2 separate regions of the Danio rerio genome follow, and region 2 is linked to region 1. The links are chromatin contacts, called in public Hi-C maps. All regions are on one chromosome and are shown on one strand. Each heading gives the region's core, a stretch centred on a gene start, on an enhancer-like site or on the middle of the called end of the contact. The rest is flanking DNA. Distances are from core to core; before and after follow the strand shown.

Region 1 (4,185 bases), core at 1,477-3,976:
CCCCTGGGCCAAGCAATGATATCATAGCAAACCTGTTGGCATCTGTAAAGAACTGAATGGGGGGTACGGAGGTGCAAATTTAATATGGTTCTTGCTGTTGGCATTTGAGGAAGGCTGCGTGGATGTTAAAAGCTGAAATGAATCCAATCGTGATTGAAAAAGTACAGTTTGAGCTTCGATTTAAGTAATGTGTTCCTGCACAGCTTTATAAGAGTATCTGTTGAGAATTGTGGGGTGGTTATGACAAAGCCTTGTAAAACAGTTCAAGAGGATTGACCGTGTCACTGGGGTGATGTGGGATCGCAGAGCGCATGAGCATGCCAGAAAAAGGCTGCACATAAAGCTGCCTCAAGTGCGCCAAGGGCAAGAAAAAAACGTTTTAGTATTTCAGACTCAATTGAATAGTGATACAGCCCTCAATAAGCGTGATAAATATAGGAACGGAGCAAATGTAAAGCTTGGCAGCACATCAAAACGTCACTCTTGGCACTGCTTTTTTTTTTTTACAAACAACTGCCTCGTACGCATACACCTTTCTGTCTGCGGGATCAAACTCCTGTAAATTCACTTCAGTGCGCCTCCAAGGCATCTTTTATAAGTGCGTCACCATTTACACATACAGGATCCCGCTCACCTCCAGATAAACTTCTTCATTCCCCTCAATCCCCCTGAAAACGCTTAACTAGCCTGCCTCTGCCAGCAGGTTTGATCCTATTAAGAAAATTATATCACGTAGTATATGAAATCGCAAATCTTGAAGAAAAACAGTTGGGCTAAAGACTTGTGTGTGCCAGTTCCCTACAGTGTCTGACTGATTATTTGCAGATGGGCAATGCATGAAGCTCTCAGCCAGAGCAGAGGTTTCCCCTGGCATGCCATGCATGTGATTAAATCTATGAATGCCTCCCAATTTACATCCCTGTGGATTTAGGAACGCATATCAGCCATGGTGTCAGCAAGTGTCTTTATTTGGGCTCAAGTTCAACTGAGAGCCATGTAGGCGGTTGTTCTGTCACATGCAGTCAATGACTGATGTTTAAGGGTTTGAGGCTTAGGGGAGGGATGGATAAGTTTGAAATGTTTGACTTCCAGCCCCCCTGTGTCCATATGCATTGGCTAAGCAATGGAAGCCTCATATTTGCTGATGGGTTAAATCCCTGTGGCGCTTAAGTGTGGATTGTTATTCTTGCACCAGTTGTTCAAAGCTTAATCAATGTCTGTCTGTGAGATCAATTAAAAGCGGCTTAGGGCAAAAGGAGGGTCAGGCAATTTGAAAAGGGGGGAAAGGAAAGCTCAACTATTCATCAATTGTCCACCAGACAGTGCCGTGCTGTGCGGTTCTGTTATAAACTCTGTATTAGAGATTTTGCCAGATTCTTAAAGATTATTCATACATAGTGTTTTCACTAATCTCCTACAAATTAATGCCAATCAACTCAGCTCAACATAATGAGATTTGACAACATAAAATAAACGTTTTAATAAAGTGTGAGAGTTATTCAATGGCTTTTTAACATGTCAGTTATTTTCTGGACAAGATATAAGATACAATATCGCACACCGCATTTATTTTACTAAACTTACTAATCGTTTTATCTTAATCGATTTTGAATTAGAACATTTCACATTAAATATATACCTCACATTTTAATGTTTGACACCAGTTTTATAGTTTTAAAGACTGTTACATACCTTTAGTAAAAGTAGTGTCTATTGTTTTATGGAAATCACTCCAACGGCTAACTGTTACTATGGTTACAGCAGGACTTCTCTAGCTTACTTAAACGTTTAAATGTGATGTTTTTATTGTGGGCGGTGTATTTAAACAGCTTGTGCGAAATTTAATGTTAATGAACCAAAATTTCATTTCAAGTTAGGTAAATGTGAGTTTTAAATACATCCTCATTTCAGAAGGCGCGAAATTGACAACAAAATCATCGGCGTCACACGAGGATCCCATTTAAAGACAAAGACGTTTTTTCACGTTTTTGCAACTTTATAATTATCATCTTTGATTTGTCACAGGACTCGCAGTGTCAGGATTTCCGATGCAAACTTTATAACGGTAAAGTTAAGTTATAGCAAATAGTGATTTTTACAAATACACATTTAAAAACCGGTCAGGTAGGCTAACTTATGTAGAAATGTACAACTTTTGATTCAGTCGTCGAACACAAGTTTTAAAACACCTCAACGTTTACGTAAAGGTGAATTGATTCAACGTTTTGGCAACAGTGGATGTCTAAAACTTGGAGAAGTTGACCTGTGATGGGTTGGATAGCCGAAAAGAACACATTAAATTATTCATGAACATCACTGAACCATGAGCTCTAGTACCGACCATCTTATAAAATTGACGATTAGGCTATCTCCAACTTAATAAACTATACTGTAACGTTAAATCTGTGGCGTTCCCATCCCTTCCATCATAAAACCAAAATGACAGAAACTACTGTAAAAGCGTAACTTCAGTTATGCTAATTTTGTGAGAAGCAGCACCAGGTGGGTCATCTGTCCCTCTCATAAGCGCACCGTAAATCAGTGTCCGTACAGAAGCGTCAACTAAAAGACTAATTGGTGAATTAATAAAGCATCTATCAAAGCCACATGTACAGTTCACTCACCTCTTTTGTTTCTTCTCCAGCGGTGGGACTGCTGCGTCTGACAGTGGCTGTAGTCCACACAGTTCAACACAATCAGCGCAAATGAGAACAGGCGAAACTGCATCTGGGCGGCTGTATGAATGTCCCGACTCACGGTAGAAAGCGTCAAAGGTACTCGCCACGAGCCTTCAGGGTCCGTATATGAGCTTTCAATATGTATATTTTTCCACAGAGGAACGGGGAGTTGAGGAGTCCGGACTCGGCTGTCTCACACATTAGAAGGGTAGAGAAAACACCATTTCTCGCCACCGGTTAATGTCATTTTAGAGAGCGAAACGCGCTTTTATAACGTCCAAAAGTGTCTGTGAAAAGTGAAACAGCTTTAAACTTAAGGTTATTTGACCAACAAGCACAGCTTAATGGATGTACGTGTTTGCGAGTGAACTATTTCATTCAAGAGAACTTCGAATCTCCAAGAGCGCACGGGACGCGATGGATGCCCTCAAACGAGACGCGCGGAGCAAAGAAATATACCTGCGCGAGTCCACTCCAAAAAAGAGAAACTTAGCCTATACATCAAGTTCCTTCCGAATGCCAAAGTAGACTTGGAACATCCAGCATCCCTCTCGCAGGAAAAAGTTTAGTCCTTTCGTCTCCTAGACAGAGTCAGAAAACACATGGACGCATCAGTCTGCAAATACTCTAGAATAAAGCCTTGAGGTGCATTGAGGATGTGTGTGTAACTGTGGCATATGCTGCAGTGCTCGGCTGGTGATGGAGTATCACTCTACTGGTGCTGATGCTATATAGGCACTGCTGTCACGTGGAGTCTCCAAGATCTTTTCGGAGCACTTTCAGAAGCCCCTCGGTCAGAGAGAGGGCTGCTCCCCCCTCCTTATTTAACTTTTAGAAGATGACAAATGGAATTTCTCCCACTGTATCTATACCTCACATATGAGCTTCCCCAGGGTCCTAGTGCATTGGATTGATTTAATAATACATTTTTAATGAGTACATTGTTTAAATGTGACTTTCTGATCCAAAGGATAAACTGAAATATTTATCTTAATAAAAAAAATAATAAATCATAATGTAATTTATACAACAACCTCCAGTTCAATTTCTTCCTTCAGTTGGAAGAAACAAACATAGTCTAAGCTGGTTTTGCTAGTTCTCAGTGATTATTTTACGTTGGAGGACCAGCTTGGCCAGGCTTTGGGAATTGTTTAAATCTGCTAAAACCAAACCGATAGTTTATTTGTTTTATCAACAAAAATGAACTGAGAATTAAAAATACCATATGTAGAGAAGTAAAAATCATATTTTATATGACCCACTGGTGTAATGATGTGAAACTGCTTATTGGCATTTAGAAAATCAAAATCTAAGAGTGCCAACTATTTGATATATTATCATAAAAAAACAACACATTTCTAGTTTCAAGATTATTTCAATACGAGATTCTAAAATTATCATTTAAAAAAAAAATCTTTAGACCATTTAAAATGGAAAAAGGATTACTGCTAAGGCAATTCTCCTTAAGAAGCTTCTTTGCCAAAATGGACATTAATTGCTTTGAAAT
Region 2 (4,006 bases), core at 182-2,681, 250 kb after region 1:
TTGCAGGCAAAATGTTAAAAAATTGGGATAAGAATAGCGTAAAGACCTTAATAGGTTTAGTCATGCAAGCTTAAATTAAAATTAATGCAAACATATGGGTTGAGCAAAACCATATATTGTCAATTAACAACCTTACACTACATAAGTCTGCTTTAAAAGATTTATCAGTTCATTTTAACCAAAAAAAGTTTGAGTTTTATTTCTGTAACCCAGCTGTTACTGTTACTATAATATAACTATAAATAAATACAACGTTTCTATAAAATATCAGCGTTCAAATTTTTCTTATATCCTTTAAATCTTGACATAGTTGAGATAAACCAATCTACCAGACCATAAGACACTCGATTTGACTCTAACCAAGTGTTGACTATATTCATTCATTTAATGTCCTTCGGCTTAGTTCCTTATTTATTAGGGGTCGCCACGGCGGAATGAACCACCAACTATTACAGCATATGTTTTACGCAGAGTATGCCCTTCCAGCCGCTGGAAGGATCACTGGAAAAGACTATATTTATTTATTTCATTTATAGAAAGTTTAACTGGATTTTGTCTTTGTAGGTCAGTCTAGTGTAACGTTAATGCACGTGTCCCGATTTCAGGCTCAACTGTGACTCATGCGTACTATTTACTGCTGTAACCCATTTATGTGGACTACAATGGGTTAGCAAAGCTGTATTTGAACAAAATCCTTGCCTCTTTAATGAAAGACGATTAAAGTTACTGATTAGCCCTACCGCTTCAATATCCAATTAGCAAAGCAATCCGTATAAAACCCAAGATAAGCTATAAGTCCCTTTAAAACGCAAGACTCAACGGCCGACGGGGATATAGACACTACACTTCAAAGTACAGATCGATATCTCGATACATTTTTATCTGAACAGATAAGTCTACTTTTCATACAAATGTTGCAAGAAGCAAAATCTTATTTTTATGATTTGCCAAGTCATGCAAAGTTGTTTACAAACATTAATACATTTTCAAATTCACAATACATATCAAATCAATAACCAAAACACAAGAACAAACATCAGTAGCTTATAAAAACAAATTGAAATTCGGTCAACTCGAAAATAGACAATAAAGCCATCACCTGCAGCAGCCAAAACCGTATACTAGTGATTGTATAAACACATGAATATAAAGAACCTACTGTTTTAAACGAGTATATAACAGACACGGCGTTACAGTAGTTTTGGCACGTGTCCATCAGGCTGCATCGTTGCACTCATCAATAGGTACTAAAATATCCCGTATAGAAAGCAGCAGAAACAGCACACATTCAGCATCTCGCTATATTTAGGCACGGAACACACATTGTTTGCAGTTGTTTTTGATTAATACCTTTTCGTTTGATGAACATTTTGGCCTCCCGGCTGCTGCTCTCCGCCGTTCTCCCTCCCACGCTCCGTTTTAAAGATGAACTGAGCTCTTGATAGCGAAATTACGAATTCTACTATGGCAAAGGGTTTAATATGAATATTCACTAGGTGCTGATGACGTCTCTCGTTTTCCTTCCTATGGGGAAGTGTTTGTGCGTGAATATTAATAGAATTGTCCTGACGTAGCTTAGATTTCAACATTAAACGAAGTCTCTTTTATTGAATTTTAATGAGGCGTGGCTGACGTTGCTATCCAAGGCTCCAATAGTGGAGCAACCGGTTTTTGAATATTCATGAGTACATCTTTGCCATAGTAACGTTTGCAATTCTTCTCAGCTACGCCTCACTGATGTACATCACTCGTGCGTTGATAACTAAATCTCATGAGGGTTAAAATGGCATCTGAACCACGGGAAATGAAGTTCTCCGACGTGAAAAGTATTCTTTGTTCTTCATATGACTGGAAACTATAGCTTGGAGACAGTTTCATAATACAACCAGTAAGAGCAGAATCTGCGCTAAACCACACCCATTTTACACCATCTGCTCTCCGGTGCTTCCAGAGCTTGAAAGATTACTGGTCAGTTTGAAGAAGGTTTGTATAATCTATATTTAATCTCCACAACCAGCTCATACCAGCACATGTTTTTTCGAAATGACCTTGTAAACATACGACTTCCAGCTTGGCCTGATTTATTATAGCCTACCTGCACTAAATTAATGATGATTTTGCAAGCCCCTAGCCTGCCTATTAAAAGGAGTGGTTCTTAAAAACCACCTTTATGTAGTTGTTCAAGGTTCAAATACTGACTATTAGTGTCATTTGTGCTGGATTAACTTGTTGGGTGGTTATCATTTCCACACTTTTTGGTGCTACAAAAATACTTCCAACATTTTTGTAAAAGTGCTTATACAATTTTTTTTTCAAAAATTTATTTACAAATGTGCATTTAAACTAAGTTATTACAGTTTTATATATAAAATAATGAGCTTAGAATTTTAGAAATATAAAAAAAGACTTATTTTTAATGCTAATTTACTATCATCCATCATAAAAAAAACAAAAAAAGAATCTGTCAACACTTAAAATAAAAAATGTTTTAAAATCAAACTAAATTAAAAACTATAGCCTATAGTCAAATAACAAACTGGCCAGCTAATTTCCTCAGTCAGAATTTTCTATTTGAATAATAACCTTCTTTTATTGGTTACTTTATTGGTTATTCTTCTTAAAGGGATGGTCCACAGTGTATTTTTAAGGCTTGGTTGTGTTTATAAGATGCAAGGCAATGTGTGTCCATGCTTCATTTGTAGAAAATCATGTTATTTTTTTCATTTATTTTACTCTGATTGTATACGCTTAGTTCACGCGGCCGCCATTTTTAAGCATGAAAGCGAGGCTGCCCTGCTTCAGCCTATGTAACGCGGTGAGGGATAAAACAATGCAGTCATCAGTAGCACACCCTCATGTTGTCTGTAATTTTGTATTGTGAAAGTCTAATATAGTGAAAGAATCAGTTCATTAACTTACGTTTGGTAAAAGGCATCTAACACGCGTGTTTGGGAAAGAAAATGTTAGCTAACTATAGTGCCATTTCCTTTAACTTAGCTGAAAATGAGGTGCAATGTCCCTTTTTATTTTCACATAAAGAAACACTCCAGTGCTGCTGAAGATTGTGTGTGTTTACAGCAGTTTGACTGATAAATATGAATTTGTAGCGAAATTGTTATCAGTGCCAAACAGCATTTCCCATTGTTTACATCCTTGTTTATGTCCTCGCTACAACATACCGTTAACACTAGAAAATATGCACGTAATAGATCAATTTTAACAAGTAAAAATACCTGGTTGTACCTAAAATACTGGTTGTGGCTCACAATCCACAGCGTCGTCAGTTGTAGTCGTAGTTTTAGCCGAATACAGCACTGAACTGGGAGAGATTCTGAAAGCTGTCATTTGTCTAATGCTTGTTATATATTTGTATAAATCTCTAAACATTATTAAAACAAACTGTAAGCACTTCTCTCTCTGTCATGTTCTTTGGAAGCCCAAATACAGAAACAGAACAAGCTCTGTGGAAATAGCAGCATTTGGACATCATTTTAGCTTTCTCTGCATGGTGAATGCACAGAACCGGACTTGTAATCTCACTAGCTCTGATTTATTTTTTATAGTCCCCAAAGTTCGCTGTAGGCTTTGCTAAGCTAACTCTGTGAAACCTAATGTGTCCCTTTGCATTGAACTTTGAGCGTCTTACATTCAGAGATGTTGTTTATGTTCACACAGCTACATTACATATCAAGTAAAGTTTAAAATATGTTATTATAGTGGACCACCCCTTTAAAGCCTTTTTCTATTGGCTATTTTCACAATTTATGATGCCATACTGTCAAAAATGGGACAAATGAGCTCATATAGGTGTCAAATTCTGGACTTTGTCAGACACGGGGTGGGTCTTTCGATCCACCGGACCCCCCTCGCTATGGGAATGTTTTGTTTTATTAAAAAATTAAGTGACTATGTTTATTTTTGTTGTCAAATTGAATGTCATTTTTGGAACCACATACAGTTTCAAAACAAATACTATTATGTTCAATAATATTGATAGTATAACAAA

What was found. A called contact is a pair of places that touch in the nucleus more often than the background predicts.
Region 2: a contact with region 1 is called in a Hi-C map of embryo, with 2.2 times the contacts expected there. The contact joins the promoter of tmem74 here to the promoter of rspo2 in region 1. A contact is called at or near these places in 4 of 18 Hi-C or Micro-C datasets (caudal fin, embryo, hematopoietic stem cells and 1 more) and 1 of 4 datasets of contacts at active chromatin or transcription factors (caudal fin).

The regions. Positions count from the first base shown.
Region 1 is chr16:42,956,238-42,960,422 of GRCz12tu, forward strand. rspo2 (R-spondin 2) reads right to left here and starts at 2,727. Exons shown (of 5, transcript NM_001281990.1): 1 at 2,625-2,727. The coding sequence starts at 2,727. It overlaps LOC141378296 (a long non-coding RNA gene), which reads left to right and starts at 1,730. Exons shown (of 3, transcript XR_012392436.1): 1 at 1,730-2,065; 2 at 2,645-4,185.
Region 2 is chr16:43,211,374-43,215,379 of GRCz12tu, forward strand. It overlaps tmem74 (transmembrane protein 74), which reads right to left and starts at 1,432. Exons shown (of 3, transcript XM_073926487.1): 1 at 1,351-1,432; 2 at 1,160-1,247. All of the region lies in intron 2 of trhra (thyrotropin-releasing hormone receptor a), which reads left to right.